3 separate regions of the Sus scrofa genome follow, and regions 2 and 3 are each linked to region 1. Evidence: chromatin contacts called from public HiChIP or PLAC-seq data. All regions are on one chromosome and are shown on one strand. The core of a region is the stretch at or near the end of the contact, and the rest is flanking DNA. Distances in the headings are between cores, read along the strand shown.

The links. HiChIP or PLAC-seq counts read pairs in DNA pulled down with a chosen protein or histone mark.
Region 2: an H3K27ac HiChIP or PLAC-seq map of alveolar macrophages shows a contact between it and region 1. The contact joins the promoter of MAP3K1 here to the enhancer-like site in region 1. A contact is called at or near these places in 4 of 47 Hi-C or Micro-C datasets (blood, embryonic fibroblasts, fibroblasts and 1 more) and 2 of 2 datasets of contacts at active chromatin or transcription factors (alveolar macrophages and skeletal muscle).
Region 3: an H3K27ac HiChIP or PLAC-seq map of alveolar macrophages shows a contact between it and region 1. The contact joins two enhancer-like sites. A contact is called at or near these places in 1 of 47 Hi-C or Micro-C datasets (embryonic fibroblasts) and 1 of 2 datasets of contacts at active chromatin or transcription factors (alveolar macrophages).

The regions. Positions count from the first base shown.
Region 1 is chr16:35,682,134-35,684,809 of Sscrofa11.1, forward strand. No RefSeq gene overlaps it. Among named protein-coding and RNA genes, the nearest start is that of ANKRD55, 24 kb to the left of the region's middle. Within about 2 kb of position 1,343, at least 25 of the 83 cell types and tissues checked have an H3K27ac peak or open chromatin away from gene starts, as enhancers often do. A contact at or near this core is called in alveolar macrophages, where this site is marked.
Region 2 is chr16:35,870,970-35,873,645 of Sscrofa11.1, forward strand. MAP3K1 (mitogen-activated protein kinase kinase kinase 1) reads left to right here and starts at 1,332. Exons shown (of 20, transcript XM_003133973.5): 1 at 1,332-1,842. The coding sequence starts at 1,361.
Region 3 is chr16:35,812,693-35,815,368 of Sscrofa11.1, forward strand. No RefSeq gene overlaps it. Among named protein-coding and RNA genes, the nearest start is that of MAP3K1, 58 kb to the right of the region's middle. Within about 2 kb of position 1,374, at least 13 of the 83 cell types and tissues checked have an H3K27ac peak or open chromatin away from gene starts, as enhancers often do. A contact at or near this core is called in alveolar macrophages, where this site is marked.

The DNA of each region.
Region 1 (2,676 bases), core at 93-2,592:
TCCTCAAATAAGATATGTTATGTGAGTGAAGCAGGCTCTGTGCCTCATTCTCTCTTCCTTACGCTCATCTCTCTAAACACAGCACAGTGTAAGTAAATGTTGAATGAGTAAATAAAAACCCCAAACAACTGTAACATAAACAAATCAATTTTGTGAGGGTTAAAACCCATTAACTTCCATTTTTTATTCCCATATCAAAAGGTTACCAAGTACCTTTGAGAGTATTAGAATATTCCATCATTAACACAAATAATGGTTCCTCTTTTCTTCCCCTGGGTTTCAGAACTGTAATATGAGTACAGTCACTTTAAAAATCTTTCCTGTTTTCCACTCTCTCTAATTACATGGTATCAGGAGCCAAAAGATAGACCATGAGATCCTGATGTTGCTACAACTTGCAAGTGACGCAAATTATCATTAGCAAACTGCATCTGAAACTGAGTTTAAGCACTTCACCCAAAATGATCCCAGGAGAAACATCTCACTCTAATGACAGTAAAGGCTAGGTTCACAGCTTAAGGAACAAAACAGGGTGACAAACCTGTAAATGTTTTAAAAGCACTCATTATTAATACAGCAGATTGTAGGGAGACTAAATCAACTGCTCTTATCTGTAATGATCTTTTTAAAAAAGAAAAATCAAAAACTGCTACCAATGCATTTCTCATGTGCTGAAAACTCCAGGCTAAATTGCTTGCAAGACATAAGCCCTTCAATGCATTCAAAGAAATAGTCTCTGCAATTATCACTAATTAACCAGCCCTAACAGTTGGGAGCCAGTTGGAGAGATTTACACTTGAATGTAAATGAGGGAGGAGGGAGCTGGGGAATGGGTTGGGGAACATATTTGTTTTGTTTTGATTTCTTTCCAGACATATTTCAGTTTACATAAATATTTGAAGGTTGGATCAGACAGAATTTACAGCACAATGCTATTAGGAATGTCTTTATAAAAACTTTGATATGGTCTAAATTTGTTTCAAGAAGGAGGGGCAGGGGTGGGAGCAGGAGCCTTTTTCAATATTTAACTTAATGCCCTGACTAGCACCTCAAACCACTTAATAAATCACAGGTACCTCTGACTTAGAACAAGTGAGCAGTGTTTCCACGGTTTCAATTTTAGCTATAGATTTCAGAAGGAACAGACACTGCCTGGAGAGCTTGCCAACTTTCTGGCTTAAGCACTGGCTTGTGACCTTCAGTTGACCTTGGGTTCTGGGATTTGAGGGTTAAAGTAGTCTTTGGCATTTGAGCCTGTTTTGGTTATTTTTTTTCTCCGAAAGTGTTTAGAGAAATAAGAGAGGGCCCCACCCTATGCAACAGGGCAAGCTATTTCCTGTAAGAGCAAGAGTTTGTAGCTATCTCAGTGGTTTGTGAAAAACACTTCTTCAGGAGAGGAGCTCTTTCTCAAAGGGTCTGTTTCTGTTCTGTTTCTCTTTGAGCATCTAATTTTGCAAAAATTTTTTTTTAGAATTAGCACATTCTCCTGCCTGAAGACAGATAAAGCAAAGGCAATGCATGAAAGGCCAGTCTGTGTGTTCTCAAGGTGAGAGTTGGGCCGCAACAGGAATCTGACAGGTTGAATCAAACAAAAACCCTCACCTCTCTGAACATGAGTTTGCTTAGTTCACAGTTTTTCTTCCTGTAGGTGGATGGCTGAGGGGCAGATGGACTATGGGAACCTTTAACTAAACAATCATGTCTTTAATGAATGCACATTTTTGTTGAGCCTGATGTTTGATTAAGGGTATACCATGAAATGTATTAGCCTATTTCTTAGTGAAGCAGGAAAGCCTTCATGGAGAATTTTTATTGTTTATATTCAATGAAAGGAAAAGTCTGACTCGAAGTACTCAGATTTAATCTCTCTCCGAATTAAAATGGTTCTATTATGCTGTAACCGCTGGTGCTGCTAGGAAAGGTGAATCCAGGATTTTTGCCCAGCCATGGAATCCCTTTATTCAAGGGAGCTATGCATGTGGCCACGAACAGCCAAACATGCCTAGTTTATTGGCAGCTGACCTCAGTGTAAGGAGAGTTTATTTTCCTTTAGGAACCCACAGTTGAATAATGTTCTGGTGCCCTAGCTGTTTCATAACTCTCTGTGTAATTAAGCAGTTGGCATGACCTTCCAAGGCAAGATAATAATAGGAGTTAAGCAAAGGCAGGGCTTGTATACAAGGACACTTGGGACTGCTCAAGCTCACAAATAAAAGCCTTCAAGTAAGTACAAAACTGTCTTTCAAATTCAAAGCATTTTCCCAGTGTAGTGACAGCCCCTTCAACCACCTACACACACCCTGCATGGAACATGGCGAAATTGTCTATAACTGAAGAGCAGCAAGGAGGTTAAGTTGCGGGGGAGGGGAGACAGGTGCTGGCTATCATTTTTCATATGCCACCTCCACTGTCCAAATGAATTTAAGGAGGAATACCAAAGCCAGTCATTTGCAAAAGGTAAATCACTTTAGACCGCCCAAAGTAAGCTGGTTAGGGAAAAGAAATTATAATTTAAACAAACAAGCAAACAAACAAACATGGTCAAAAACACAAATTACACGGCCACTGAACACCAAGTGGTTTAAAACCAAGAACCAATAGCATAGATGTGCGTCCTTCCCGGAACCCTGAGCCCCACGTCCCCTGACAGTGTCCCCTAACTCGATAAGCAGGCAA
Region 2 (2,676 bases), core at 82-2,581, 190 kb after region 1:
GTAGACAGTTTAGACTTCTGCCTAAATACATAAATACAGACAAGACAGCGCTCTCCTTTCGGTTCCTGAAGAACGTCCCTCTCTTTCCCCGCCTCCCTTAATTCCACCTTCACAAAATAAATCTAGGGACTCGGGTCCCCGGGTTGTGGCACTTTTCCCATCATAGACAAACCTGCTGGAGGAAAAAACGCGACGCAGAAGCCCGAAGCTCGAAAATCATTAACATGTAAATGGTGCCTTTTCCATTCCAAAGCACCTTATCTCCAGACGCCCCGGGGGACTGGAAGGGTTCGGAACGCCAAGTTAGGCAGCTCCGGCACTGCAGGGGTGGGGGCGGAGGGAACCCGGACGGTGGCCAGACCCTGCCGGGAAGAGAGACGTGCAGCTAGAGGCATAGGATTCGGGGAGGGCCAGAACCTGGCGGAGGACAATTATCGAGCACTTCCTGGTTCCTTCCCCAAACGTGTTTTAAGTGGTCCAATGTATATGTATCGCTGCCTTTCCCAAAGACAGTCGAGGAAAATCAAGATCTATAGAGATTCCCCTTGCTCCCTCTCGCCGCTCTCTGCCTCTCTCTAGCCCCGGGCAGGGGTAGGGCATAAGAAGGGTTTACTAAATCGGTGATTTCAGGTTATGAACAAGCTATTCCAGGAAACTTTTGTTTTATTCTTAGCACGAGTTGGGGGGAGGGAGGCAAAACATGAGGAAAGCTTAAAAAAAAAAAAAAGATTTTTCTGGTCCGCGGCACCACGTCTACTGAACGTTGGCTTTCTTTCACTTTGCAGTGGCCGACTGCCCTGGGTGCCACCTGCGCGAAGGGGGGCGGGGGTGGGGTTGGTACGCGCCGGAGTTCTCCAACTCCCACTGTAACGGACAGTGCGAATGACAGATTGCAAAGCCTCCTGCATGCTTCCCCTGCAACGCACCACACAACGAAGTTCGAACTGCAACATTCGATGGGCGAGCACGGGCCGAGACTGCTGCAGAGAGGAAACGGCGTTCCGCCGCCGAGGCTCCTCCTCTCTCCGGTGCAGCCCGGGACTACCTGGAGGCGCAGCGGGTGAGGCGCGCAAACCACAGCGCGCCCCCGACGCAGCCACCTCCAAGCCCACCTCGCTAGCCCGCGCGCGGAGCGCACAGTCAGCGCCCTCCACCTGCACCCCGTCGTCCCACCCGCCGCGCCAAACCCCGCGCGCCCGCCTGTGGGTGCAGGCCAGGCGCCCGAAGGGCCGTGCTCACGCAGTTGGCGCAGGCTGCCCTACGCTGGAGGCGCAGCGCCAACCGGTCCGCCCGCCCCCTGCACTCTCCCCGCCCCCTCCCTCCCTCGCAGGGGCCGAGCGAATGTAGCCCGCGAGAGAAAATGGCGGCGGCGGCGGGGAATCGCGCCTCGTCCTCGGGATTCCCGGGCGCCGGGGCGGCGAGCCCCGAAGCGGGCGGCGGCGGAGGGGCCCTCAAGGCCGGCAGCGCGCCCGCGGCAGCCGCGGGGCTGCTGCGGGAGGCGGGCAGCGGGGGCCGCGAGCGGGCAGACTGGAGGCGGCGGCAACTGCGCAAAGTGCGGAGTGTGGAGCTGGACCAGCTGCCGGAGCCGCCGCTTTTCCTCGCCGCCTCTCCGCCGTCCTCCTCCACTTCCCCGTCGCCAGAGCCGGCGGACGCTCCTGCGAGTGGGAGTAGTTTCCAGCCTGTGGCGGTACCACCGCCCCACGGAGCCGGGAGCCGAGGCGGCGCCCATCCTGCAGAGCCGGCGGCCGCCCCAGACAGCGGCGCCCCGAGCACCGCGGGGGCCGAGCCCGGGGAGAAGCGGATGCCCGCCGCAGAGCCACCTTCTACTGCGGCCCCTGTCGGGTGAGCTGCGGGGCCGGGAGCGTGGCGGGGACTAGGGAGGCGGTCGGTCGAGGGCAATGAATGAACCCTGGGCACCGCGAACGGCGCCGCGGGGCTCCGAGCAGCTCGGCTGCGCGCCGCTCGCCGGGACCCGAGCCCTCGGGCACCCACTTTGACCCCTACAGCATCGGGTGGCGTCTCAGACCTGGCCTGGGGGACCGGTTGGGGGCCCGGGGCGGGGACCTGCCGGAGAGTTTGTTATTGTTTGCAGACATGTGACAGTCGTGCGAGCCCTGCTGCGGGGACCGCTTGAGATAAGGTGCGGGGGGCCCAGGATGGCTTTGTGGGGCTCCCGGAATAGGGACTCTCAGAGGAGCCCCGGCGCGGGACCCTGGCGCTGTCCTCCCGGCGGGCAGCAGTACGGCGGCGGCGACCCGGGACCGGAGTCCACGGGGCGGGGGGAGCGCTGCGGGTGAGGCCCGAGCCCAAGGGCGGGTGGTGGTCAAAAAAGGGGCGGCGTAGATGGGGAGCCTTGCCTGAGGCCGGGAAGGGGGGGCAGAGGGCGGCGGAGAAAGCGGCGGGCGTCACCGCAGCCGTGACAGGCGGAGCCCCTGCTCAGGTACCGGGACCGGGCGGGGACGAAGGCGGCGCGCCCGGAGCGCGGCCGCAGAGACTCCGTGGTGGACGGCTCTGTAACGCCTGTCAAAGCGGTGCAGACCTACCGGCTGCAAACTCGCGGGGGCTTGCGGTCTTTTAGGACGTGAAGTTTTCAAATTTAGTCCCCCAAGGGGCTCCTTAGTGTCTTTGGGAATGCGGACTGCACTGCTAAGACTTAAGTGACTTCTGTTTGGAGTT
Region 3 (2,676 bases), core at 124-2,623, 130 kb after region 1:
TGCAGCAACTGTGCCTGGCTGGGGATCAAATTCACACCTCCACAGCGCCCCACCCCACTGCAGTCAGATTCTTAACTCACTGCTCCACAGCAGGAACTCCTATACTTGGATATTTTGATTCTTAGCCAAAGTACCCTGACTGTGGATTATCTAATCCAACAGTCTGGTTTCACAGATAAAGAAACTGAGACTCTGAGTAAGTAACTTGCTCAATGCCCACAGTGATTAAATGGCAGAACTACAACTCAAATGCTGGGGTCCCAATTCTAGGACACTTTGCACCAAATCTTAGAGAACATTCCAGCCCAAGTTGAAAGGAAAAGAAGACCAAAGAGAGGCCTGGTAGGCTCTGAGGGAGCAATCTCAAGCACTCAGGGAGGGAGGGCTTTTGCTAGTGAGTGAGGATTCCACCAGCACAAGGTTCCAGCTAACTGTGAGTGACTGTCCTCCCATGTTCCCGACCTCTTAGCCCACCCTTGTGTCCCCAGAAAGCCAATCAAAAATAAACATTGACCATGTCACTGTCCTAGATACATAAAAATAACATTACTGTACATGACCAAAAGTGAACCAGATTCTCTGAATTTTTTTCAACTTCCAAAAATAGTTAGGACTTTCTGCCAAAGAGAATGGGGCTTGAATTCCCATGAAAAAACATCAATCCAAGGCATTTGCTCCAGTGTAGAAATAATTAAATACATTCTAAAGAATGGAATTCTCAGTGCTCTCTCACCCGACAGCTTGTTTTTTGAAAGAAAAGGGGGAAAAACATGTGGCAACCATGACATAGTGAAAAGCTTGGAATCAGGAAACCTGGTTCTAGCGGAAGGACACTTTTGCCATTCTTTTCAGTCACCCAGGATCCCAGTGGAAATCTCTCATTGTGTAAGTTTAAAAGGCCAGATGCTGTTTTCCCAGCCTCCTTTGCAGCTAGGATTTGGGCATGTGGCCTAAGTTCCACTGATGGTCAATTTGATATGTCAACTTACTAGGCCATGGGGTGCCCAGATACTTGGTTCAATGATACTCTGGGTATATCTGAGTATGTGTCTGTGAGGGTGTTTCTGAATGAGATTAACATCTGAATCTGTAGACTGAGTAAAGCAGGCTGCCTACCCCAATTTGGGTGTGCCTTGTCCAGTCCATGGAAGGCCTTGATAGAATAAGAAGGCAAATAAGAGAAATTTCCTTCTGCCTGAACTTCTTCAAGCTGGGACATTGGTCTTTTCCTGCTTCAGACTCAGATTGGAACTCACACAATTGGCTTTCCTAGTTCTTAAGACTTTGATCTCAGACTGAAATACAATCAGCTCTCCTGAGTCTCCAGGCTTGCCAACTGCCACCCCTGGGACTTCTCCGCCTCCATAACCACATGAGCCAACCATTTATAATCAACTATATAAGACAGGCTGGGATCTGAGACCCTTTGCTGCAGTGACTGTGGTGCTTGCCCCCGGACAAACATCTCCTTGAGCAATAAAATACAAAGAAACTATAAGGGATAAAAAAGAACTGTGTACATGTGCAATTGGGGAAAATTATGGATAAGAAGATACAAAAAAACCTCTAAAACCCCAAGTGCCACTTCTGAAGAGCCAAGAGCAAAAGCAGGGTGTCAGAAGGAAAAGGAGAGTACTATGCACGCCCCCTACACCCACCACCAAGGAAGTGGGCAAACCACCTAAGCCACCCCTCTGGCCCAACCTCTGGCCCGCCCCTGCCCTTACTCCATAGAAAGAACCAGCTGTCCTCCCTCCCCCCAGGGAGTGAGCAAACCAGGAAACTTGATGTTTGTTTTCACTCCCTGCTGCTGCAGCAGAAGCCTCAATAAAACCTTGCCTGAATATTCCTGTCTGGCCTCTTATCAATTTCTATTGATTAAGGAGGTCAAGAACTCTGAACAGTAACACATTATGTAGAGGAAATATACAAAACAGTTTTTTTTCTGTTTCTTTTAAGTATGCATATTAATATATTCACCAGTCAAAAGCGCTTCCCCAGAGGAACAGGAAGCCAGTGTTAGGGAAGAGAAGAGGAAGGAGAAGAGAACTGATTAGACACTCTCGGTTGAGATTTCACCTGGAATCACAGGAAAAGATCCTGGATCTTTCCAAAAAGACAAAAGGTATGGGGCTTTTGTTTTCTCTCTCAGTTGAGGCACTGGATATTACTGATTCCCAAGCCAGTCTTTGACTCTCACCCAGACTGGAACCTCCATGAGGAGAGAAACTTCCCTGACCTGCTCACCACTATCTCCTCAGCACCTACCCCAGGGCCTGGAGCCCAGTATCTGCTCAAAAATGTTTGTAAAATGAAGTCCACTTTGTATAAGACACATTAGCCATTTCCTGCAAAATAGCATTTTGTTTTGAGACTTTTATACTGACCAAATAACCCTTCTCAATTTAGGAACTTTAAGGGACACTCGGGTAAGAGAAGCATAATAATGACTAAAGAGGTTTAGATTTGGAATTAACTTTGGGCGTGACTTTGACTGGAAGAAGTCACAAGGCTGCACAGTTCTCTAATCATAAAGAGTGTAGTGAGAGGCGCTGTGGCTGGAAGGTGATATCCTCCAATCATGCATATTCTCATACTTTGTACCAAGATGTACTGGGATATGTGGTGTCAAGACCTACCTGGACCACCTCCAACCAGACACTCTCAGCAATGGCT